Regions from separate parts of the Hordeum vulgare genome. Here region 2 is linked to region 1. Evidence: chromatin contacts called from public Hi-C data. All regions are on one chromosome and are shown on one strand. Each heading gives the region's core, a stretch centred on a gene start, on an enhancer-like site or on the middle of the called end of the contact. The rest is flanking DNA. Distances are from core to core; before and after follow the strand shown.

The links. A called contact is a pair of places that touch in the nucleus more often than the background predicts.
Region 2: a Hi-C map of leaf shows a contact between it and region 1, with 5 times the contacts expected there. The contact joins the promoter of LOC123409117 here to the promoter of LOC123409091 in region 1. A contact is called at or near these places in 2 of 6 Hi-C or Micro-C datasets (leaf and seedling).

The regions. Positions count from the first base shown.
Region 1 is chr7H:78,063,788-78,068,762 of MorexV3_pseudomolecules_assembly, reverse strand. It overlaps LOC123409091, which reads left to right and starts at 1,878. Exons shown (of 7, transcript XM_045102078.1): 1 at 1,878-2,257; 2 at 3,413-3,470; 3 at 4,025-4,105; 4 at 4,210-4,245. The coding sequence starts at 2,079.
Region 2 is chr7H:78,694,648-78,699,738 of MorexV3_pseudomolecules_assembly, reverse strand. It overlaps LOC123409117, which reads right to left and starts at 1,755. Exons shown (of 1, transcript XM_045102099.1): 1 at 983-1,755. The coding sequence starts at 1,630. The coding sequence ends at 1,256.

The sequences.
Region 1 (4,975 bases), core at 629-3,128:
CTAAGTAAACCACACGTACACATATACAAACTAAGAAGTTAATTTGAGCTCAAATTGCATATTATCAAATAAACTCCCACATAATTACTTCAAAACTAAAATCCACAACTCACTACACTTATAGAGAATGAAACAAGCTAAACCAGCAATGAGAGGTGAAAGCATGAAGTTGCTAACCTTTTACAACCCTTGGATAGATGGGGTGCCTCAAATCTTGATAAATGTTGGCAAAAATGGAGGATGAGAGAAAACTGAGAGGATGAGCACGGGCTGGACGAAGGGGTTTATATAGGGACATCTTTAATCACGGTTGTTGATACAAACTGGGACTAAAGGTCCACCTCTAATCCCGATTGGTAATACCAACCGGGACGAAATGGGTTCACTGGGCCCCAACCTGCCACTAGCCTGCCACCACCTCTTTAGTCCCGGTTTGTAATACCAACCGGGACTAAAGGTCACAAATGAACCGGGACTAATCCTGGCCGTGCCCCCAGCCGCTCCCAGCCGTTGGAACCGGGACTAATGATCACATCAGTCCCGGTCCAAAACACAACCAGGACTAATGTTGCGCACGAAAGGCATGTTTTCTACTAGTGACTTTATATGAAATATTTAGAACTAATCCGGACTGGCGTTATTTTGAGCAAAATTACCGTGGTGTTGTTTTTTGTGCAGAAAATAAAAAAAATCGGAATCACGCGAAACTTTTTTATGTTTTTTTTCGGGAAAACAAGAAATACGAGAGTGAAGAAACACAAGAGGGGAGACACTTGTGGGCCACAAGCCAATAGGGCGTGCCCTCATGGCTTGTGGGGCCACGTGGCTATGTCTAGTGTGATTCCAACGCCAAAAACCCTATATATACAGAAACCCTTAGAAATAAACAAAGGACTCCTACTCCGCCGCGCAACTCTTTGTATCGACGAAAAACCCATATGGAGCCTTTCGAGTACCGTGTCGGGGGGGGGGGGTCATCTCCGGTAGCCATCTTCATCATCCCAGCGGAGGCCATGACGAGGAGGGAGTAGTTCACCCTCAGGGCTGAGGGTATGTACCAGTAGTATGTGTCCAGTCCCTCTCTCTCTCGTGTTCTTGAGATGTCCCGATCTTGATGTATCACGGGCTTTATTAATATAGTTGGATCATATGGTATTTTTTCCTTGCTATCTTGTTATGATGAATTGAATCTTTTCCTTTGAGATATCGTTATGATGGATTGAATATTAGATTTTAGAACACTTGATGTATGCCTTGAATGTGGATATACGTGGTGACAATGGGGTATTCTATTGATTCAGTTGATATATGTTATGACATCAACTTGCGAATTGTCATGATCTTGAGAATCTATACATAGGGATTGATTGTACGTTTTCATAGTAGTTTTTCCGATAGAAATCTTAGGATACTATTTAAAGTTCTTTGTGTTGTATTGAATATGGTAAATCTAAAATTGTTTGATACATGTCGTCCACGAATACTTGAGATAATATTAAAGTATCTATACGTGCACATGCTACATACGCTTCCCACGAATACTTGAGATAATATTAAAGTATTGTATCTTGAAGTAGATGACATTAAGGTTGATTGATACGTTGTTGGTTCGTAAAACATAGGCCCATTCAAGTAGGCGGTCCTACATGAAGCATGATTGGATTGTACTGTATTTCTATACGTACACACGCCACGTACGTTTTCCTCATCTTTATCCTAGGAGCCGCGTAGGATAGCTTTGACCCATCACCACTAAAATCATTTCTTTAATAAATGCGCTGACGAGAAACCCAATCCCGTGCCCGTGCAGAAACCGCAAAAAAAGGAGGCGCACAAGTTCACGGAACACACAAAAAAGAAAGAAATAATCAAATCCGCGACGAACCAGACGCCAAAGCGACCCATCTCCTCCATCTCCATCTTCTGTTCCCGTCCCCGTCTCCGCTACTCCCCTCCCCCTTGCGAGCGAGACAGCAGCGCAAACCCTCGCCCCCCCACCTGCCGCCGCCCCCGATTCTCCGCCCAGGTCCGTCCGGGCTTCCTCGCCGGAGGGTGGGAGGGAGGCGCGGCGTCCGGCCATGTGGCCCGGCTGCGGCGGCCGCTTCTACTGGGCGCCCGCGCCGCCGTCGGGGGCGAGGGGCGTCGTGGTCGTGTTCGCGTGGGTGTGGAGCGACGAGGCGCAGCTGCGCCCGTTCGTCGAGCTCTACGCCTCGCTCGGCTGGCGCTGCCTCGTCTGTCACCCCGACCTCGTATCGCTGTGAGTGGCGGCGCTACTTCTCCTTTCCCCCCCTCGCTCGCTCCCTGCCACTTGTTGCTTGTGCTAGCTGTTTGATTCGGGAGATCTGTTGCTCGTCTGTGCTTGTAGTGTAGAAGTGGCCGATTGCAGCTCTACGGCCTCGTGGAGTGTAATCATAGATGTGGCTAGGTTTAATTTTAGAGATTCTGACATTGGTCACTGATTTTGTAGCTGCGATTAGGTTTAGTTTGAGATTGCTCGCTAATTTTGCGTCTGCCTGAATCGTCAGGGACTACGCTTTATCCATTAGGTTTAGCTTGTCATGAAATTTTCTCTGGTGTTCAGCTAATTGATGAGTGGTGTTCGATCTGCCGCTCCTTTCATCACTGCGTGTTGCTTCTCTTAGTTCGAGAATCTCAATTTCTACTCTTGTATGTTCTGCATGGCTTATATTGTCGCTTTGTGCGCTTTTAGGTGAATATATCTACGTAGCTGCAGCATGCGAGTGGTTAGCGTCTTAGCGACCTTGCGTGTTCGGAGTTTGGTTAGGCTTTGAGATTTGGTAAAGCTATATTTATTGGACGATGATGGAAGGTTTTGCATGGTGGTTCCTGGATTTTTGCGCAATCGAGGTTGTGAAAAATTGAAGGAATCAATTTTGGGAAGTAAAATGAAACACACGAAGATTGAACCTTCTGAAACTAGTAGTATGTTGAACTAGCAAAAGGAGATAAAATAACGTGTGGATTGCTTCAGTATGTTAAGAATGTTCGGTACATCCACCCAGAGTTTTGTTGCCTAAACACAGTTTGTGCATCTGCAGGCTTGGTAGTCCTTTATGTAGTTTCTCCAGATACATCAGAGTATTTTTTTTTTGGATAACATTAGCAAATTAAGTGCATCAAATGAGATGTTGCTGAAGGCAGAGGGTCTTAATCAGCATCATTTGTTGCTGGTAGAGCTATAGGCTTCATTCAGCAGGGTATTTCACCTGAAATGACACGTGAGTGAGTAATATTGTAACACTAGCAATGGAGTTCCTTGCACTGTGCTTCATTTATCTTATACTTGAATGGTTATGGTGTAAACTTGCATATGGAGTCCTCTGCAGTCTGCACCCTTAGGTTACTATTTTTTACACCTGATGGCACTATACTGATTCTTTTCTTCTTCCAGGTATCTCTCTGAGAAAGCAGCAACATTGGCATGTGGTGTTATTAGTGAGCTCGCAAAGGTGGGAATTTTTTCTTGGTTGTTGTACTCCACAAATACCATGTTGTATAGAGCATTGACATGTTCAAATGAAGAAAATAATAAATAATCATATTCCTGGTTGTTTTAGACAATGATCATACTGTATCTAGCCTACTCCAGCACTGACACTATTTTGTAATACACATCGGACTGTTTCTCGTTGGCCCGTTAATCATCAAAATGATTTATATACAAAAATGTTTTTCGTTGGCTCCTTAATCATCCAAATGATTTATATACAAAAAATATATAGACGTAAGAACCCCTGGTAGAACACACTAATTTAGAGTTTGTACCTTCATCCTTTCCCATTTATTTTATAGTTTCCGTCCAAGTGGTAACCGTTGCATAATCTTGCTGATTTAGAGTCTGAGATATTTGCATGTTGACATATTATAATCTTTCTGTATTGTTTACAAGAATGCATATAAGCTGGCATGGAATGGGACTTCTATTTACTGTCTTTCTACTTGGTTGCAGTTCAACTATTTATATAATTCTTGCTTTTAACTATGTAAAATGCTGGTGTTTCAGGAATTGAAAGTAAAGCCATTGCCAACTGTGCTTGCTTCTTTTTCTGGTGGCTCAAAGGGATGCATGTACAAGGTTATTCAGGTGCATGCTTGCTCGGTTCATCCTTTTGCCACCTCATCCTACCTATCATCTATTTGCCTTTCCCCTTTCACAGTTTAAATGACTGAATTTGGTTGGTCTCACAGTTACTAGACGGAAGATGTGAAGGAGATGCAATGATGGTATGCTATTTCCATCTTTTCTGTTCTCCTGAAGTTTACATATACATTTCTCTTCGTTACAGGGATAATGGGAACCTATTTAAAAACCATATCTATGTCAATTGTGAAATGTATATACTATTGAAGTGTATATGTGGATTGCGTTGGCTAGTGCATGAATCTTAACATGACATCGTAGCTAAGATCTTGAGTTCAAGTCCTGGCTTTTGAAACTTATCAAAACATTGCTGTGCCCCCCCTTTGTGTTCACATATAGGCCTCTTGAGCCATACCTCCGACTCTATCCACTTGTTGACTTCCCGCGTCACACGTGAGAGGGGGTGTTGAAGTGTATATGTGGATTGCCTAGCCCTTTCCATCAGTTCGGACTTTTGGTTGCGTTGGCCAGTGCATGAAGCTTAACATATACTCCCTCCGTCTGGAATTACTTGTCGCAAAAATTGATAAAATTGGATGTATCTAAAACCAAAATACATCTAGATACATTCATTCTTATGACAAGTATTTCCGGACGGAGGAATACTAGTTTTTTTTTCTTCCATTTATATGTACAGTGTAGTAATTTTTGCTCATTCTGTTCTACATTATTGTCATTATGTTCTGACTGGGCATATTTTCAGTTGCATATATTCGATCACTTGAACATACTTGAAATCTCTCTTCATCATTTTATGTTTAAGTCCTCATTTTCTTTGTCATTGCCATCATGTTTTGACTTGGCATATTATCA
Region 2 (5,091 bases), core at 506-3,005, 630 kb before region 1:
GCTAGTTCCCAGATGTGTCGAACACACCATTCAAACTCTTCTTAATTTGGAACCATGAGATGGACCATGCCCCAGCCAACAAAGTGCCTGATAGTTGCAATGGCGGATTAGGCCAGATACACGAGCAGGCCATCGAGAAAAACAATGCAAACCAATGACTCCATGTCGGAGAGAGGTACAAAATCCTAATGTTAATACTGGTTATGAAAGTTCAACACTCCAACATTTCAAGTGCACCTGATGACAATTCCAACTTAGCATCAGTGTTCCAAGTTGTCAACAGAGCAAGGCGATACCACCTTGATGTTCAGTGGTGTTCCTGTTTGCTCCGAAATCATGCAGCTTCTGCGGTATCTCAAACGAGGCTTTCTGCATCAGCTCCAGCGGCAGCTCCTTCCGCGCCTTCCCCTCTCTCCCAAACGCCTTCTGTAGCTTCCTCACCTGATAACACCCAAAGCCAAATCCCAAATGGAAAAGTTCAGATAACTGCAGATTCAGAACTGATGGTTTTCACAAGCTCGACCAGCGAATGCGAATTAACCAAGCAGTGTCCAGTTGCTCAAACCACGGCACAACACTGCGACGCGGTTGTGCCGAAAAATGATCTCAATGTTTGCATGTGCGCTCAGCCACGGTGGCGGGGGATTTGAGGTTTGGGGAGCAGCGAACGAGAGCCACGACGTCCAAACTTTTCTTGACGAAAGCTATCGGGGCTGTATTTCCAGGAGCTCTTTATGGCTTTCTGACATGAGAGATCATCTATGTTACACTCGGGGTGAGCATTCAAATGCAGTCCACAAAATTTGAATCAAGCAGGATCAGTCTCATCAGTCTATATAACTCCAGGCACACATATGGCATCCAAATGCAGTCCACGAAATTTGGATGCTACTGGACGCCTAGCTGATTCTACTCTTGTTTGCACCGGCCATAGCCGTATGTGCATCATTCAAGCACATAGTAGAGCGCATCAACAACCAGCTCAGAAAATTATTGAATATATAGAGGAACTGCAAAATTGATCCATCAAGTGCAGCACAATGTGGCGCGATGTGAGTAGGCAGGTAACAAAATGTGGTTTCCGGTTCGATACAACCCGGCAGCCCCTCTCCGGCATTTCCACAAACACATGGCGTGCACGGTCATGGTTCAGAGGCATCTACACAAGCCAAGAACCCAGATCTCAAAGGGTAAACAGGGACGAAGAGGACGATGAGCAAGGCGCGCCGCCACGATCTGGACGGAGGCGAGGGAGCTACTTGTCCTCGGCGGCGGCGGCGGGGGTGGGGATGGGAGGGTGGGCGGCGAAGATGCGGCGGAGGTGGGGGGCGAACGCGCCCGAGGCGTCGGCACCGGCATCGCGTTCGAGCTCGCCCTGGAGCTCGCGCATGCGGTGGGTGATGTGCTCCTGCTCGAGGCTGAGCTCGGCGGCGTCGTTGGCGAGGTCGCGGACGCGATGCTTCTGGCTCAGGGACCGCAGGCTCATCATGAGGATGCCCGACATCAGCAGCAGCTGCAGGAACCCGTCCTTGCGCTTCGCCGCGCTCGCCAGCAGCCCCAGCGTCCGGCGACCCCCCTGCCCCGCTCCTCCGCCGCCGCCGGTCGGGGTGGTGGTGGTTGTGCCCGCCATCCTCGCGCGTGCTGCTTCTTTCGTGTGGGCTATCGGTGGATCCTCGCGCGACGCCGGAGAGGGCAAGAAATGGTTGTGTTTTGTATGGTACCAGTCCAGTGGGCCGCGGATGGTGTGCCTTTTAAGAGACCGCCGACCGAGCCGCTCCCGGGCCTTCCGGCTCGTCGTCGCGGCTAGAAAAGAAGAACTAGCAAAAGGACTCGAACCTTGCAATGGAAAAAAAAATCATAACCTTAAATGGACTATATTTTGTTGTATCACCGAGATACATTATCACTCTGAATTTCGTGAAATCATAAAAAAAATCGAAATCATGAACATTTTTTTTGAACTCGTGAGCATCTACATTTTTCAAATTCGTGAACAATGTTACAAAATTTTGAACATTTTCTTAAATCAAGAACATTTTACACTATTTGCAACAAAAATTCAGCCTTTCTTTAAACAATTTTCTTGAATCGGCAAACATTTCTAGAATCGAATTTTTTTTTTTTGGAAATTGATGGATATTTTGAAATTCATGAACATTTTTTTATTTAACAAACTTCCTGAAATGCATGATCATATTTTGAATCAGCGAACATTTTGTGAATGAGGCTGTGTTTGGTTGAGCTGCAAATTCTAAAAAAACTGCTATGAAAAAGCTGATGTGAAAAAGCTAGAAGCTGAAAAGTTGGGGTACCCCAGCTTTGAAATTTTCACTAGAAAAAAGCTACAGATTCTCAAAAGTTGCTTTGAACATTTACCCCTTTGGTTAGCTTTTAGATTTTCAAAGCAAAAGTCAGTAAAAAAAAGTTGAACTAAACTCAGCCTGAATAAACTATTATGTAAGTCACGAAGAGTTTTTGAATTTTACGATATTTTTACATTCTTGAATTATCGAATTGGTAAATTCCTTTTTAATTTCATTAACACTTCTTAATGCACAAACTTTTTAAGAAATCATGATTTTTTTCTTTACCAAACATTTTTTTTAGAATTTCAAACATTTTGTGAATAAGCAAATATTTTTTTACCAAATCACGTTTATGAATCCATAAACATTCTATGATTTGTTAAACATTTCATTTCAAAATACTCATTTCTTTTAGTTTATGGAATCTTTTGTAGGTCTCAAATTATTTAAAGTAGAAAAAAAACGGAAGACAAAAAGAAATGAAAAGCGAAATTTCAAAAAACAAACCGTCTCGACATGGAGACATGGACCGACCAAATGGGCACATTGCATCTTCTCCCGTGCGCAAACCGTAGTATAGCAGGTCGCTACTGCAATGGCCGGCGCAGGAAGGGGATTCCCATGTGTAAAATACATTTTAATCATTTATAAGTGGCATTGGAGAGTAATAGTTTGCAACTTTGAAGGTAATTTCCATATCGTACCGTCAGAAGCAATAACCCATTTATTATTCCTAGCAAAGTGTCCATGCGTTGTAACGAAAGAAAAAACATCATAATCTCAAATGGTCATGGTCATATTTAGTTGCGTCACCGAAATACATTAACGCTTCCAATTTTATGAAATCACGAACAATTTTTGAAGTTATGAACATTTTTTTAAACCCATGACCTTAGTTAAAAATCATGAATATGTTTTAAATTTGTGAACACTTATACAAATTGTCAAACATTTTCTAAAATAAAGAAAATTCTATAATATTTCGAAAAAAATGTATAAAAAAATTAAACAATTTTCTTGAATTGGCGAACATTTATCGAATGGACGAGTAGTTTACTGGAATTTGGTGGATCAATTTTGGAAATTCACGAATATTATTTGTTTTTTTGTTTTACAAACATCTTTTGAAATGTCCGCTCTTTTTTGTATTAGCGAAAATTTAAAGAATAAATAATACTGTTTAAGTCACGAACAATTTCTGAACATTTAGGATATTTTTCCATTCATGATTTTTTTAAAATTGGTGAATTTTTATTCAATTTCATTAAAAAAATACACTAACTTTTTAAAACATTTTATTTCAAACATTTTTAGAATAAGCAAACATTTTTTTTACAAAACCGTAACATTTTTAAGTCACAAACATTTTATGATTTATTAAACATTTAAACATTTTCTTTCAAAATTCGTATTTTTTATATTTTTGGTTCATTTTTGAAGCTTCAAATTATTTAAAGTAGAAAAAACCTAAAAAGAGAAAGAAAAGGGGAAAACAAAAAATAAAATTTAAAAAACAGGCACCTAGATATGTTCCGACCCAAATGGGCGCGCTGTGTCTTCTCCCAACGCGTAGAGCGTAGTAGATGAGGGTTTCCCCTGTGTGAAATGTTTTTGATCACTTACATGTTATACTGGTAGGCAATATTTTGCAACTTTGGGGGCAATTCTCTTGACGTACCGTCAGAAACATTAACCATTTTATTATTAGGTATAAATTTCCTAGTCATATTGAGTAGCCTCAATGTCGTCACGGCAGGAAGTTTTCAGAACTTTTCGCGAAATCATGGGGATACCATCGCATGCTTCCTGAAACTTTTCTTGAATGGCGTCCGTATGAGAGATACCTCGAGGAATTTTACACATTCAATTGTAGTCTTGGTGGTGGTTTGAAAGCCTACAAACTAGTATGTAATTCTGTAACGCCAAGATGCGATCATATCCTTATTTTGGTTTGATGGCCTCGTCAGGAATAAAAACGCATCTCGTCGTTTTGCAAAAATGGATATTGTTACAAGTACATGTACTGAAGAGATGAGTATATGAAATTGGCTTACACCCACAAGCTACATCAAGATCACATCAATACAATACCATACTCAATCACCATGTAGAAGAGCAGAGTCCGACTATGGACGAAAAAAACGATAAAAGAATGACGTCCATCTTTGCTATCCCACGCTGCCGGCCTGGAACCCATACTAGATCGATGAAGAAGAAGAAGAATAAACTCCAAATAGAACAATCATCACGCTCATGTCAAAGTATCGCTTTACCTGTACCTGCAACTGGTGTTGTAGTAATCTGTGAGCCACAAGGACTCATCAATCTCATTTACAAAGGTATCAAGACTAGCAAAGCTTGATGGGTGAGGTATGGTTAAGTGGTGAGGCTGCAACAAGCGGCTAAGCATTTATTTGAGGTGGCTAACTTACGAGTACAAGAATAAGAGGGGTATGATCTACGCATAATCAGACATGAACTAATAATGATCAAAAGAATGATCCTGAACACCTACTTACGTTAGACATAACCCCACGGTGTCCTCTTGTGGATACAGAACTCACGAGAAGAGACAATCATGGTTACACACACAGTTGGCAAGTTTTGAATTAAGTTTACTTCAATTTATCTAGAACCGGATGTTAAGCAAAGTTTCCAAGTTTGCCACATAACCGCGAGCACGACTTCTCGAAAGATTTAACCCTCCAGGGGTGCTCCAACTAGTCCATCACAAACTACCACAAGCTGCATAGAAACCCTCGACCCCGAATCTCGTGATCTCCTC